Linked DNA regions of Sus scrofa: region 1 is linked to region 2. Evidence: chromatin contacts called from public HiChIP or PLAC-seq data. All regions are on one chromosome and are shown on one strand. The core of a region is the stretch at or near the end of the contact, and the rest is flanking DNA. Distances in the headings are between cores, read along the strand shown. Region 1 has its middle 30 kb from the start of BTG3. Region 2 overlaps LOC106508546.

The links. HiChIP or PLAC-seq counts read pairs in DNA pulled down with a chosen protein or histone mark.
Region 1: an H3K27ac HiChIP or PLAC-seq map of alveolar macrophages shows a contact between it and region 2. The contact joins two enhancer-like sites. A contact is called at or near these places in 1 of 47 Hi-C or Micro-C datasets (embryonic fibroblasts) and 1 of 2 datasets of contacts at active chromatin or transcription factors (alveolar macrophages).

What each region holds. Positions count from the first base shown.
Region 1 is chr13:182,195,010-182,201,811 of Sscrofa11.1, reverse strand. No RefSeq gene overlaps it. Among named protein-coding and RNA genes, the nearest start is that of BTG3, 30 kb to the left of the region's middle. Within about 2 kb of position 4,876, at least 6 of the 83 cell types and tissues checked have an H3K27ac peak or open chromatin away from gene starts, as enhancers often do. A contact at or near this core is called in alveolar macrophages, where this site is marked.
Region 2 is chr13:181,235,050-181,242,624 of Sscrofa11.1, reverse strand. The region is part of intron 5 of LOC106508546; the gene reads right to left. Among named protein-coding and RNA genes, the nearest start is that of MIR99A, 64 kb to the left of the region's middle. Within about 2 kb of position 3,989, at least 4 of the 83 cell types and tissues checked have an H3K27ac peak or open chromatin away from gene starts, as enhancers often do. A contact at or near this core is called in alveolar macrophages, where this site is marked.

The sequences.
Region 1 (6,802 bases), core at 3,627-6,126, 960 kb before region 2:
AATCATTTCCTCAGATATGGTGTCTTCATTCTCTCTAGTACAATCGATAATATACAATTTAATTATGAAATCAGCAACACAACAAGCATACATAGGCTTAGTAGTGAACAAGGCAATCACAGCCCACGGGGCCTCTATGGGCAGTGTGCTCTGCCTGGGACCACGATTAGGAGGGAACAGGGCCAGCCCAGGCCAATCTGTTTCCCTTGCAGGGCCTCCTCCCTGGCTGGTGTTGGGAGGAGAGTAGGAGGAGAGAGAACCACATCCCCTACCTCTTTCCTTCTTTCCTTTCATATCATTCTCTCAGGGCAGGACCGCCAAAGACTCAAGGTTCCTAGAAAGACTAGCCCAGGAATCAGGAGACCTGGATTTCATTCCTAACCGTGTGGCCTTGGGAAATCAAAACCTTTCTGAATCTTGACTTTTTTTCATAAAATGATATCAAACTACATAACATAGCCTATGGAATATCTTGGGGGCTTTCTTTGGTTTTCACCAAATGTGACCTACTCTGTAAGTTGTCTTCGCTTAACGCTAAATTATCATAATTCTTTTGCCCATAATATTGCAAAACTAAAAAAATTACAAAACCACAAAAACCAGACCTACATAAAACATGTTAGTAAAGCCCTGCTGGCTACTACACAGCACATCTTTGCCCTGTCCTGAATGTAACAGATGGTATCTTTCAGTCCAAAAGACATTGATTAGATTTCCTTTTATGTAATTATTTAATTTTACTTTCTGTTCTTTTGTTTCCGGGAACACATAAAATGTCTTTTGGTCAGTAGATCAAAAGCCTAGTGGAGGCTAAATGCTGATAGACTGTGATTTTCCAAAAGGTTGAAAATCTTGGTCACTGGTATGGTAGCTGCCCCCTGGTCTATAGTTTCACTTTCCACAGTTTCATTTATCCCACCCAACCACGCATGGTCCCAACAATTTTCCGTTTAATATTATTGTTATGAATAAACAATTCATAAGTTTTAAACTGCACACTGTTCTGAGCAGTGCAATGAAATATTGCACCATCCTGCTCCGTCTGTCCTGCTGGGGATGTGAATTATCCCTTTGTCCAGTGTATCCTGCCTGTTAGCCACTGCGTGGCCCTCCCAGTCATCAGATGGTACATTCATGTCGAAGTAACCCTTACTTTACTTAATAATGGTCCTAGAGCGCAAGGGAAGTGATGCTGGCAATTCAAACATGCTCAAGAGAAGCTTCCTTGAAGTGAAAAAATAAAAGTTCTCGACTAATAAGTAAAAAAAAAAAAAAATTGTGAGGTTTCGAAGATCTGTGATAAGAATGAATCTTCTATCCATGAAATTGTTAAGAGGGCAAAAAATTTGTGCTGGTCACATTTCAAACTGCAAAATTTATGGTCACGGTGCATGGTATTAAGTGTTTAATTAATGGAAAAGTATATTTGTCAAATAAGATATTTTAAGACCACATTCATACAACTTTTTTTTTTTGCTTTTTTAGGGCCATACATGCAGCATATGGAAGTTCCCAGGGCTAGGGATACAACTGGAGCTATAGCTGCCAGCGTATACCACAGCCATAGCAATACCAGATCCGAGCCCTGTCTGAAACCTACACCACAGCCACAGCAACGCTGGATCCTTAACCCACTGAGCGAGGCCAGGGATCGAACCCGCATCCTCATAGATACTAGTCAGGTTCATTACTGATGAGCCAAAATGGGAACTCCCCATATTCACGTAACTTTTATCACAGCTTATTGTTATAATTGTTCTGCTTTATTGTTACTGATCTCTTACTGTGCCTAATTTATAACGGAAACTATCATAGGAATATATGCACAGGAGAAACCTGCAGTTTTAAGCATCCACTGGAGTCTTAGAAGGTATCCCCACCCCTAGATAAAGGGAGAACCACTGTATCTTCCCCAGAACACTGTCTACTCTCAGAATTGCAAGGTCATTCTACTGTCCTCTAGAAATGTTCTGTTGACAGTTCTGGGACTCCGTGAGGAAAAATGTCCTACTTAGCAACATGAAAAGAGCACAGTGCCAGTAGCCAACACTGAACGTGGAATAGTGTGTGACAGCTGACCTACCAAGTGACCAAAACATCTTCTTTTTCAAATGCAAGATAACTCATTTTCTCTTTTAATAGCTTGTGCTGATTCCATAAAACTGCTCTGGGCCCAGAAGCATGAAGAGAGCAAAGATAAATTATGAAGAGACACACTGTGACGGGGACACTTGTGGTAATGGCTTGATATGAACATAGCCAGAACATGTTATTATTATCAACAAAGATTACTGAGAATCTGGGAGTTCCCGTTGTGGTGCAGTGGAAACGAATTCGACTTGGAACCATGAGGGTATTAGTTTGATCCCTGGCCTTGCTCAGTGGGCTAAGGATCCAGCGTTGCCGTGAGCCATGGCATAGGTTGCAGATGCCGCTCGGATCTGGTGTTGCTGTGGCTCTGGCGTAGGCTGGCAGCTATAGCTCTGATTGGACCCCTAGCCTGGGAACCTCTATATGCCGCGGGAGCGGCCCTAAAAAGACCAGAAGGGAAAAAAAAAAAAAGATTACTGGGAATCTATTAAGTACTGAACATTTAGATCTAAAGATGCTCTGCATCTGAGCTGTCTGACGTCTGCTCAGTGGAAGGCAACGGACATGAAGACAGGTAACCTCAGCCTCCTCTGAGGTACAATTTCAAGAAGGGAGAATCAGGAGTTCCTGTTGTGGCTCAGTGGTTAACGAACATGACTAGCATCCATGAGGACACAGGTTTGATCCCTGGCCTTGTTCAGTGGGTCAGGGATCCGGCATTGCCATGAGCTATGGTATAGGTCGCAGACATGGCTTGGATCCTGTGTTGCTGTGGCTGTGGCATAGGCCAGCAGATGTAGCTCTGGTTGGACCCCTAGCCTGGGAACTTCCATATGGCATAGATAGGACCATAAAAAGCAAAACAGGAGTTCCTGTCATGGCTCAGTGGTTAATGAGGTATCCATGAGGATGTGGGTTCAATCCCTGGCCTTGCTCAGCAGGTTAAGGATCCAGCATTGCTGTGAGCTGTGGTGTAGGTTGCAGACATGGCTTGGATCCTTCATTGCTGTGGCTGTGGTGTAGGCTAGCAGCTACAACTCTGATTAGACCCCTATCGTGGGAGCCTCCATATGCCATGGGTGCAGCCCTAAAAAGACAAAAAAAAAAAAAAAAAAAAAAAAAGAAGGGAGAATCAGGTTGAACCAGGAAAACAGTTTCCTAAGGATTAGGATTACATGGTCAAGGACTTCTTATTGTGGCTCAGTGGTAATGAACCCAACCAGTATCCAGGAGGACTTGGGTTCAATCCCTGGTCTCGCTCAGTGGGTTAAGAATCCGGAGTTGCCATTAGCTGTGATGTAGGTTGCAGATGTGGCTTGGATCTGGCATTGCTGTGGCTGTGGCATAGGCCAGCAGCTGCAGCTCCAATTCAACCCCTAGCCTGGGAACTTCCATATGCCAAGAGTACAGCCTAAAAAGAATAAATAAATAAATAAATATTTTTAAAAAGGATTACATGGTCAGAAAAGGGTAAGACCATAAACAGGGTCCAAGAAAAAGGAAACCTGACAAAATGAATAGCAGAAGAGTAATATAAAGGAAAAATGGTATTGGGGAAATAACAATTTAAAAAAAAAATAAAAATAAAAACCTATAAATGATAAAAAAAATAATGGGTATTAAAGCTATTTGAAAAATAAATAAATAAAATTAAAATAAAAAAAAAAAAGGAAAAATAGGCAACCCTCCCAGGGAATGACCTCACCTACTTCTCAGAGAAAAGTGAGATCACCTAGTTATATCCCATCCACACAGCCACAAACCTATTAAATCTGCCCCCAACCCCTGACCTGCCTCCTCAAATTCTGGAGATGTCCTCCTTGACCTCTTCAAGTTAATCCTTCAGCCTTCTGTGTGGGCTCCTTCCTCTTTCCAGGCCCCTTCTCCATGGTTGAAGAGCACAGGAAGGTTAGCCTGTCCATAGGAACAAGCCAACCTTTGTCCAAGTCCAGTTACTGTTTCCTCTCGCTTCTTCCCCTTCATGGCCAAGAATCCTGAAAGAAGAGTCCAATGTAGTTTTCAAGTTGTGTCTTATGAATCAGATGGCTCAAGAGCTGGTGGGGATCTCATAGGGAAATGGGCAATAACCATGTCATCTTTTATATAATTTGGACTCTGTAGGATTTTAGCTGGATGAGGCATGGTTTTGTACACCAACTGTATGAATTCATCTTCCTTAGCTCTCATTCACGCTCCAGTCCACGGAACTAAGGGCTGGCACAACCATTCCACCAGAACTGGTCTGTCTTCATGAGTGACGGTTCATTCCCAGAATTGTTTTTCAGTCTTCTGTGCCCTAGGGGATGGACTCAGGTCCGCTTCACAGGCATACTTTCCTGAGTGATGTCACCCTCGGTAGATTTAACACACATAAGCCTTTGGTTTAAAAGGGCCAGAACTTTTTCTCCTTATCAGGTTCCTCAAATTGTGGTTTAGAGATCACTGCATCCATAAAATGTAGCTTGTGAAATGGTCTATGTGTAATAAACAACAATGACTTCACTTAAATTTCACAACAATTTGCTCTAACGACTTACTATTTCAATACCTGTGCTCAAAAGAATGGGGAAAAATACTAGGAATGCAATATTACATACAACAGAGAATTAAAAACAACCTCTAGGCCCCAAAATAAGAGAAATGAATTATGGGATATCAACTTAATGAAACATCATGTAGCTATTAAAATGGATATAAATACTTCTATCAACAGCTGAAGTATACATACAAATATGACACAACAGCAAGCTGAAAAGAGAAACAGAACAGAAAGGCTTCTGGTAGTGATGTCATCTGGGTGAAATTTTTTGTGGCCAGTCCCATGGCATACGGAAGTTCTTGGCCGGTGCCCCAGCAGCAACCCAAGCCACTGCAGTGACAATGCTGGGATCCTTAACCCGCTGCCCCACAAGAAAACTCCTTGGGTGACATATTTTTAAATCCATTTACTGTTGTTACAATTTGTCTAAACAAGGAAATAGTTTTTCAAAACATTCCACCATCAAGTCAGATAAAATCAAATTGAAGAGATGCAATGAGTTAATCATATTTTGGTATGGACATGTCTTCACTACTTTCCATTACTGGTAAATACTTCTATATAACACATGGAATAATCCCACACATTATAGCTGTACATGTTCTAAACTTTTAGGGATAATCTAAACATAAAGCAAATTTAATTGTACGTAATATAATGGTGCTACTTTTGATGGAACAGTAACAGAATCACTGTTCCCTTCTTCATGCTGAATGAGTACCACACCACTAAGCCTCTACTTCCAAAAGACTCTATAAACCCCAAAGACAGGATACCCATGGGTCTGATTGTCCAATCTGAGACACTTCCTCGAGTGAAAGGGTTGTTGCTATTTGTTAATTACAGTGAGATTAACAGGCATAAGACAGAGCTGTCTTGGGAAAACTGGGATATAGTCACCTAATCCTATAAAATATGAGGCAAATATTACTAATAGAACACAGTAACAGCAACGATGATAATTACAACCAATGCTCACAGAGCACTGACAGGTGCCAGCCCACGTGCCTGACATTAGTATCATTCCCAGAGCAAATCCATTGGGCAGGTCCATTATCCTCATTTTATTGTTAAGGAAAAGTATAGAGGTTAAGTGGTTTGTCTAAGGCCATCCAGACAGAACCAGGCAAGGTGTCTCGCAAACTCACCTTACAGGGTTACCCTGTCCAAACCCCCCGCTGTACACACATCGACACTGAGTACATGTAATACCAAACTAAAATGTGTTCAATCAACGGATCTCTGATGGGTATTTTTCTCTCCTACCAAAGCAGCAATCCCCTAAAAAGTAAAAATCTAAATTTGAGGAACAGAAACTCTTCAAAATACCAGAAAAGTCTTCTCAACAGGAATAGAAAGATGGGGTCAAACAGTTCTTCCAAAGTTTCCAGGAATAATGTCTCTCCATTGGCTGACAGCACTGGACTCCCATGTCAACCCTTTACACACACACACACACACCACACACACACACACACACACACACACACTTTTCCCCTTCATTTTCTTACTTCCTATTTAGGTGAACTTCCCTTTATGGGCACTCATCTTTATCTGTATCACTTCCTTAGTAATTGCCAATGTTTTCATGATCATGACGTTCCCACCTTCTATTTCCAGCCCAGTTCTCACATTCTAGATGCATTTCCAACATTTCCATTAATATATACAATAAACTTCTCAAGCTCAACATGTTCAACACTGAACTCCTTAGCTTAACTTTCAAACATTAAATATCAGGGCTCCAATCTCTACTTTTATTTCTTTGTCATGATCTATTCTTGTGTTTTTAAAAATCTGTCTTAAAACTTCTGACTGTTAAATTTTTTTATCTCTAGGCCTGAGCTTTCTATTGAGGTCTAGGTTTATGATTCACCTGCTTATTATCATCCTTCAAAGATTGTAATAAATTCTAATAGAAACAGGACTTAATGTCTTAATTTCCCATTTAGTTGCTCCAATCAAAAATCTAGTTTTGGAGTTCCTGCTGTGGCTCAATGGAGTTGGCAGCATCACTGTGGCACTGGGACACAGGTACAATCCCCAGCCCAGCACAGTGTGTTAAGGATCCAGTGTTGCCACAGCTGCAATGTAGGTCTCAACTGTGGCTTGGATCTAATCCTTGGCTCAGGAACTTCCTGTGGGGACGTGGGGATGGACAAAAATAAAACA
Region 2 (7,575 bases), core at 2,740-5,239:
ATAAACACAAGAGTAAAAAAAAAAATGAAGCACCATTTAAAAATACTTAATTCTCTGACATTATTAGCAAAGCATACATTTTTGTTCATAGGAAATAAGTATTGTTTCTGCTTAGCCTTTTAGACACCATATTTTCTCTTCTACACCCTACGATTTGAAGAACTCAATTCTACACTTTGAATATAAACCCACAGTAGGCTGAGGGTTATTGTTAGTCTCTAAGTTTTGGTCTCTTTATTAATACCAGGAAGTTGTGATTTAGTTAATGGCACATGGATTCTTCTCACAGCAGATCTAAGACCTGAAGCTTTTATAGCTCTGTAACCACCTTCACTCCCTAATAATCACAAGATGGTCTAAATCATTACAAACCACTCCTGACCTTTCAAAAGCTGCAGCTTCCTTGCGTGGTGATAGCATGGTTTAACAATAGTTCTAACAGTAACTTCATGGCCAAGGAATTTGATAAGGCCTTTTTCTCCACAAAGGCTCTTTTGGAGAGGATGATATGACTGGTTTTCTGCCTAAAGACCTGCTGTAGAGATTGATCTCCAGTGATTTTTTTTTTTTTTTTTTTCCCCAGTGACAGCTGGAACAGGCCCACTAGGATGTCTTGGCAAATATTCTTAAGTAACTTGTAAAGGCCCAGCTAAGGTCTTGTCAGCTGATCTAGGAAAAGCAGCAACGGCACTGCAATGACAGATTGTCAGACTGTCATGTTTGATACCTTTCTGCAATAAAAACCTCCATGCAGGTAAAAATGTGCTGTATTTTAAAAAATCACACAGATCTAAGAGGCTTAATTTTTTGCTATGTTTATTATCTACATGACAAAGTAAGTTTAAAAAAGATAAACACACACTCTCCTTAAATGCATTTTCTTTTGCAATAGAAGAAATGCACAGAATTTTATTCCTAAAATATCTCAACTTTTATTTTGTTAAATACAAGATAATTAATGTGAATTAAGGGAAGGGTTACATCCAAAAGAGGAAATCTTTGTTCATACAGAGTTTATATACTCCCAAAAATAACAAATTAATTTATAAATAAATATATGACATGACAAATGATGGTAAGTGCTATGAAGATAATACCAGAACCTTCCTAATATCAGAAAGACTGTAAAGGTCAAAGGCAGAGTTTTGATCTGGGTCTCTGCTGCTTCAAAGCCAAATTCCTATGGCCCCACCTGACTGGCCCTCTGAAGATGAAAACCTAAGGCTCCTTCCACCATTATGTCAAGTTTCTCAGTCCTTAATGTCTAATGGAATAACTGTAATGCTTTATGTTTCTGCCATATGTTAAAATTCTTTAAAGCATATTCCTCAGTTACTTATTGTTACCTTATAAAAGTTCTGAAGTAGGTGTCGAGAAAGCAAAAAAAAAAAGATAGTTATATGATCCTTAAGTAACTTCATCTAATTGCTAGTGAGAAAGATGGTACTAAATTTTAAGTTAGCAGACTCTGAATCCATTTGCTTTTCTACTGTATCACACTGCTTTAGTGATGTAGGAGTTCCTGCTGTGGTCCAGTGGGTTAAGAATCGGACTGCAGCAGCTCCAGTTGCTGTGGAGGTTTAGGTTAGATACCTGACCTGGCACAGTGGGTTAAAGGATCTGGCATTGATGCAGCTGTGGTGTAGGTCATAGCTGTGGTTTGAAGTCAATCGTTAGCCCGGGAACTTCCATATGCCATGGGTGTGGCCATAAAAGAAAAAAAAAAAAAAAAAAACTGAGGCAAAGGTTTTCCAAATTAGAATTTTTTTTTTCTCCTTGGGGTTGAACCTACATAGTAACAAATATGAAAGAATTGAAAATCAAGTTCCCTCATTTTCTGAGCTTATTTTACTCTTCATTTTGTTCCCTGGCCATATTCAAACAAATCAATTTAATCAATTCTAATCTGAGAATATAAAAGTTATACTTTAGCGATGTGATTCAATTACACTACTGTTTTGGCATTTGCATAGAAGCACATATGATTCAAGTAATTGTTTATAATACCTATAATTAACTTAAAAGCAAGTGTCATTATTAGGTATAATTTTTTTCTTCCTCCGTATTCAACTATGGATATTACAGTCTGGGCGTAATTATTTTTTTATATTATGATAAGGGAGTTTTAGGTGCTCCAAAGATTAATAATTTACCAAGTTCCAGGAAGAAACTGCTCTTGTTTGATGACGAATGCAAAGTAGCTAATTCTATACGGTGTCAATTTGAGTTACTTAGATAAAATCTAAGTTGCTATGAAATTTATGTCCAAGTCCATAAATCACTTGAGATGATTGAGTAACTTTGTAACCCTGTTTTTTATACAATTTAAGAGAAGGGGTCAAGGACCAAGTTTGAGTAACACTAATACTCCCTCTATGGCAAACAATGAACCTCATTTGTTTTGAAATGTATATTAGTTAACTTTTGTGGAAAAAGATAAAACACCAGAGGAATGATGTCAGTCATTGGGAACTACCAAGGTCAGAGGCAAATGTTCAAAGGATCTTAAACCAAATTTTTGAATTATTTGTCATCCTTCCATGTACATATATATTTTCATCAAGAGTTCATCTTTATCACTTTTCTGGATTTTCAACAGTAGTGAATCAGTTAGAATATCTGCCTTGGACAGAAGACACATACTGCCTCCAAAATCGAAAAAGTTTACTTATCACTTATACTTGAAGTTTAAATTCCCTTTTTGGCAAAATCTGTAAAGTTCCGATCCTCAAGTGACACTTCAAAAGGGTGATTTTTCCTCTGTTCTGTTTTAGCAAAGAACAGGTCCCTCCCTCACACAGTTCTTCTGCCCTATGCCTAGGATTTCTTGACCTTGAAGTATTAGAAGACTCAATTTGAAAAAGGATCATAAATCTTGCATGACTAAAATAGAAAACTGGTAAAATAGTATATAACAAACTACTTGATTACACAAAAATCAATTTTTCTCCCCAATAAATAACCTAGTGTAAGACCAAACTTCTCAAAGCCATTCAAATCAAGGTGATTTCCCAATCTTTGTCAAAGTTGAAGCTGCAGAACAAACAGCTTGCAGGAGATACCAAAATATCTAGCCAGCGAGTTCATCTATAGACGATAGCAAAACGTTCACCCATCTCTAGACTTCAAGTTCTTAAGTGTAAAGAGCTTTCACCACCATACACTTAGCATGGAGCCTGGAAAATGGTAAAGGCTAGCTTAAAGTTTCTTGACTAAATAGAAATCTTTAAATTCTTTAAAACACAGATCCAATCCTATCACTCCCACCCATGCTTAAACTCCTTCAATGTCGTCCCATTGCTCTTAGAATAAAGACTGACATTCTCAACAGTCTGCAAGTTCCTGCTGTTTAGCACCCACCCACTTCTCCAGGCTTGTCTCACATGGAACTCCTACCATACTATTGGTGCTAACCTAGATTCTTCCAGGACCTTGGAGACATCAGCCTCCCTCCTACAGATGAAAAACATATACATTACATAATGATTTTTAAAATACTTCAAAATAGAAATGTACAGAAGTATCAAATTATAAGAAAGCTCTAAATATCCAACCCAGATTAAATAGGCATTACCATTTTGCCAAAATCATTTTTTTCCTCTGGCTCATAAAAAATTAAACAGGGGTCTCTTCATTATGTCTCTTCATTCAGGGGTCTGCTGAGAAAGGTCCTTCCCAACTTTTCTGTCTTCTTGTTTTGCTTTATTTTTCACAGAATTTACTACTACCCACCATTTTATACATTTATTTGCTAAATATTTATTATCTGTTCCATTTAGAATGAAAGCTAGAAAAATATCTTATTGTGGTGGAAGTTCTACCCAACATATTTCATTTTCCCCCAACCCCCCTTCAGATACCAATAACAGTTGAAAGTCAGCGTGTGTGCTTTCTAGGTGTGGTTTTTTACCCTTTTCTGAGAACGTGCATCTTCATGACAAAGCACTTATTCCTGAAACAGAAACAGACTCAAAGATTTTGAAACCAAACTTAGGGTTACCAAAGGGGGAAGGCTGAGGGGAGGGGTGGACTGGGAGGGTAGGAATGGCATATATACACTACTGGAATCCGTTAGTAACAAGGACCTGCTACATAGCCTGGGGAAAAGTTTTCAATACTCTGTGATGGCCCACATGGGAAAAAAATCTGAAAAAGAAAGAATATATACATATATATACATACATACATGTATATGTATGGATGATTCACTTTGCTGTACACCTGAAACTACCACAACATTGTAAATCACCTACACTCCGATAAAATGTATACAATTTTTAAAACAAGATACAGCATAGCTCACTTCCCTTTTCCTTTTGCCTCCTTAACATCTATGTATCCTGCAAAGTCAAGTGATGTCTTACGTCCTCAGACAGGCTTCCCCCACTCCCCTGTTTACTTCTTCTTAGTGACTGTAACCATGAACATTTTACTTTCACTTATGTGAATATTGACTAATCTGCTTCTCTCTGCCACTAAACTGTAAGCTGTATGAGGTGGGGTCAATTCTGTGTTTAGACCATTATGCCTAGCGTGGAGTAAGGACTCAGGAAACTCTAGGGAATAAATGAATAGAGCTGCAACATAATTCAGAGGAAACTATTCCTATCAGTGCTCCTACACATGAAATACAGTCTTAACTAAGGCCAGGGATCAGTCATTTCCTTGGCCAGATTTTCCTGCTCCATTTTTCTACAAGTGAAGTTGGTTTACTTGGCTAACACGAAACAAGGATAAAAAGGGAACTCTTCCTATTTGTCATACAGATCGTTTTCTCCGCAATTTTTTAATTATACTTCTGGAGAGCCTCCCATTCATCTCTGTGAATTGGCCGATGCACATATTGTTTCATATTTTCAGAAAAACAATTTTATTTCAACACATTCCAAATCTCAAGTCACCAGATTATATTCAGACACCAAAGAGAAAACCATGTTGTGCTATTTACTGATGTTTCCGTGAATCAAGGGGAAACACTTCCTATTACCGTCTCATGATTCTCAAAACATTCCATGTAAAATATGAGATCCAGCTCACCTAAGTTCCAGCTCAAAAGCTCATGCATTATTGGATCAAATTATGCAGCATTTGTATTTTGAAACTGAGCCCTTTTTCCTCTGCCCCTTTCTTCTCACATTCTTTTCAAACAATGTGCACACACATACACACACACAGCTTGAACAAGAATTCAGAGGCAGACAAATGGAAATACCTATATTATCATGTAATTATTTCTGTTTGTTTTATAACAATCACACAAATAAAAGATTAAGAAAAAATTTTAAGGACTCTGAAAATACAGTGGTATACAAAGGGAATTTTTATAAAAAATTTCTCTAGGCTATATAGAGGTCTTATACTTCCTTTCAACTGAAGGCAAAGATAGGTCCTCATTTTATGACCAAAAGACCAGAAAAGAAGTATGAATTGTTATAAAAACTATTTTGAAACAATTTTATTAGATGTTCTGAAACCATATGAAGGTAAAACATGTCTCTGAGATGAATAAGTAGTACTTACATTGCACAAATAATCAAGTCATAAGCATTATTTTAAATACGGGCTAAGACAAATGCATGTAAAATGTATATAGCTTTGAGGTATGATGTATAATAATAATTCATGACAACCCCCCAGAATTTAGATATTTGGAAGCAATTTCAAAAAAAAAATGTTTGTTTACTCTGAAGTCATTAGCTCCGTCATCATTTAAATGTACATTTTTATGGAAAATGTATTCCATGTTTCTGGTATTTACACAGATATCTAAAACTCTAATTCCCATAGCAACCTGGCAGCATGAATTAATTACGTGAATTGGAGTGGACAGTATTGGGCTGGAGAGGACACATAAGAAGTTGGTGACTTTTGCTTTAAAGAAAGATGAAAATCTTTCCCATATATACCATTTTTTTTTCCCATTTGCAGTAATACTTCTAAATCTTTGATTCATATTATATAGTGCTTGGTTAGGTGCTAGTTACTGTTTAAGTTTGTCTCAGACTGCAAAGAATAATAAAACTGTGTTTCTGTTTCAAGACACCTATCATCTACTGGGTTATATAGACACATAAGTGGAGAGGGGCTAACAGAACAATAACAGCAATGACAGACATTGATGGAAATATGCATAGAATATTATAGGGACATGGATTAGGATGTCTCCTAATCTATCATCTCTCATTGGAGTCAGGACGAGGGTGCAGACCAGGCTGGCTCTTCAGGGACAGGTAAGAACTAACTGGAATTGGAACTGGGAAAAAGTTGGGGGTGTAAAGAAAAAGCCTCCAGACGTAGAAGTCAGTACAAGTAAATCCCAGAAAGAAGGAACAGCATGATATTAGAAAGAAATGACAATCACAAAGTGTTACGTAGAATATGAGTCAGGGAGTAGCTGGAGATGAACTGGAGAATGTGACAAAGGCCAGATCATGGATGAACTTGTGTTGTACTAAGGGGGTTGTCCTAATTGTTACAGCAAGCAAATTTACTCTTATTGCCAAAGCTTTTATGATGTAACTGTGTGGCTTGTTTTCTGTTTCAAAAAGATTCTGTATGAATATTAAGATATGCTAAATTAGAATATTTTCCTTAATAAAATTTCCATAGATGCCAGGGAGTCATGGCATTGGTGCTCTAGTTGCTATTTCTATTATACACAATTGATGCTTTCAGGGTACGTGTGGGGTAATGCGTTAAGATTTTTATTTCATTGTAGAATGATCAGGCAGGACTTAAAATGGAGAAATAGATTAAGAGTGTTTTGTAGCAGTTCAAAAGAGAGATGATGAGTGCTAAAGCAGAGCAGTGGGACTACACAAGGAGAGGAAGGACAGTTTGAAGAAATATTTAGGAGGCCATATGAGGAGGAGTCCGATATGGGTGAAGGTGGTGAAGGAGGAGCTGGAAAATTGGTTCGTTCTGATGCCAGCACCTCGGATGGAAGGTGTAAGAAAAACAATTAATTTGAGGAGGAAAATGTTGAGATATGACTTTGTGATTTAAGATACTGGTTAGAGCCACTAGAGGGCAGGGAATATATGATTCAGATAAGAAGTCATTTTCTTCAATATGAAAATTAGGAAAACTCCCACTAGTAAGAGTTGAAGTTATGGGAATCATTTGCTCACCTGGAAACCCTGTGTAGAGTGTAGAGAGAAGAAATTCAAAAGGATACATAATGGTGTTCCTAGAAACAGAGAGAAGAAAAGGTGAAGATAGGAAGGAAAAAAAGAATGAGGAGAGTCTCAGAAGTCAATAAAATTTCAAATAGAGTGGTTGTCAAAGTCAAATGCATCAAGAAGTCCAATATAGTAAAGATTACATATGCCATTTGGATTTTAGCTCATTACATGTTCATAGCAGCAGAATAGTTTCAGTAGTATTATAAAGGCAGGCATTATATTTAGTATTACCTGATAATGTTTTTCTAATGTTTATTGCACAAGTAAAAACAAGGCTATGATTCCTTCACATATGATACACAAATAAAATATCAATTTGAAAATAGGTTGGCGCTCCTGTGATGGCACAGTAAGTTAGGCAGCACCAGATACTTTAACCTACTGAGCTAGG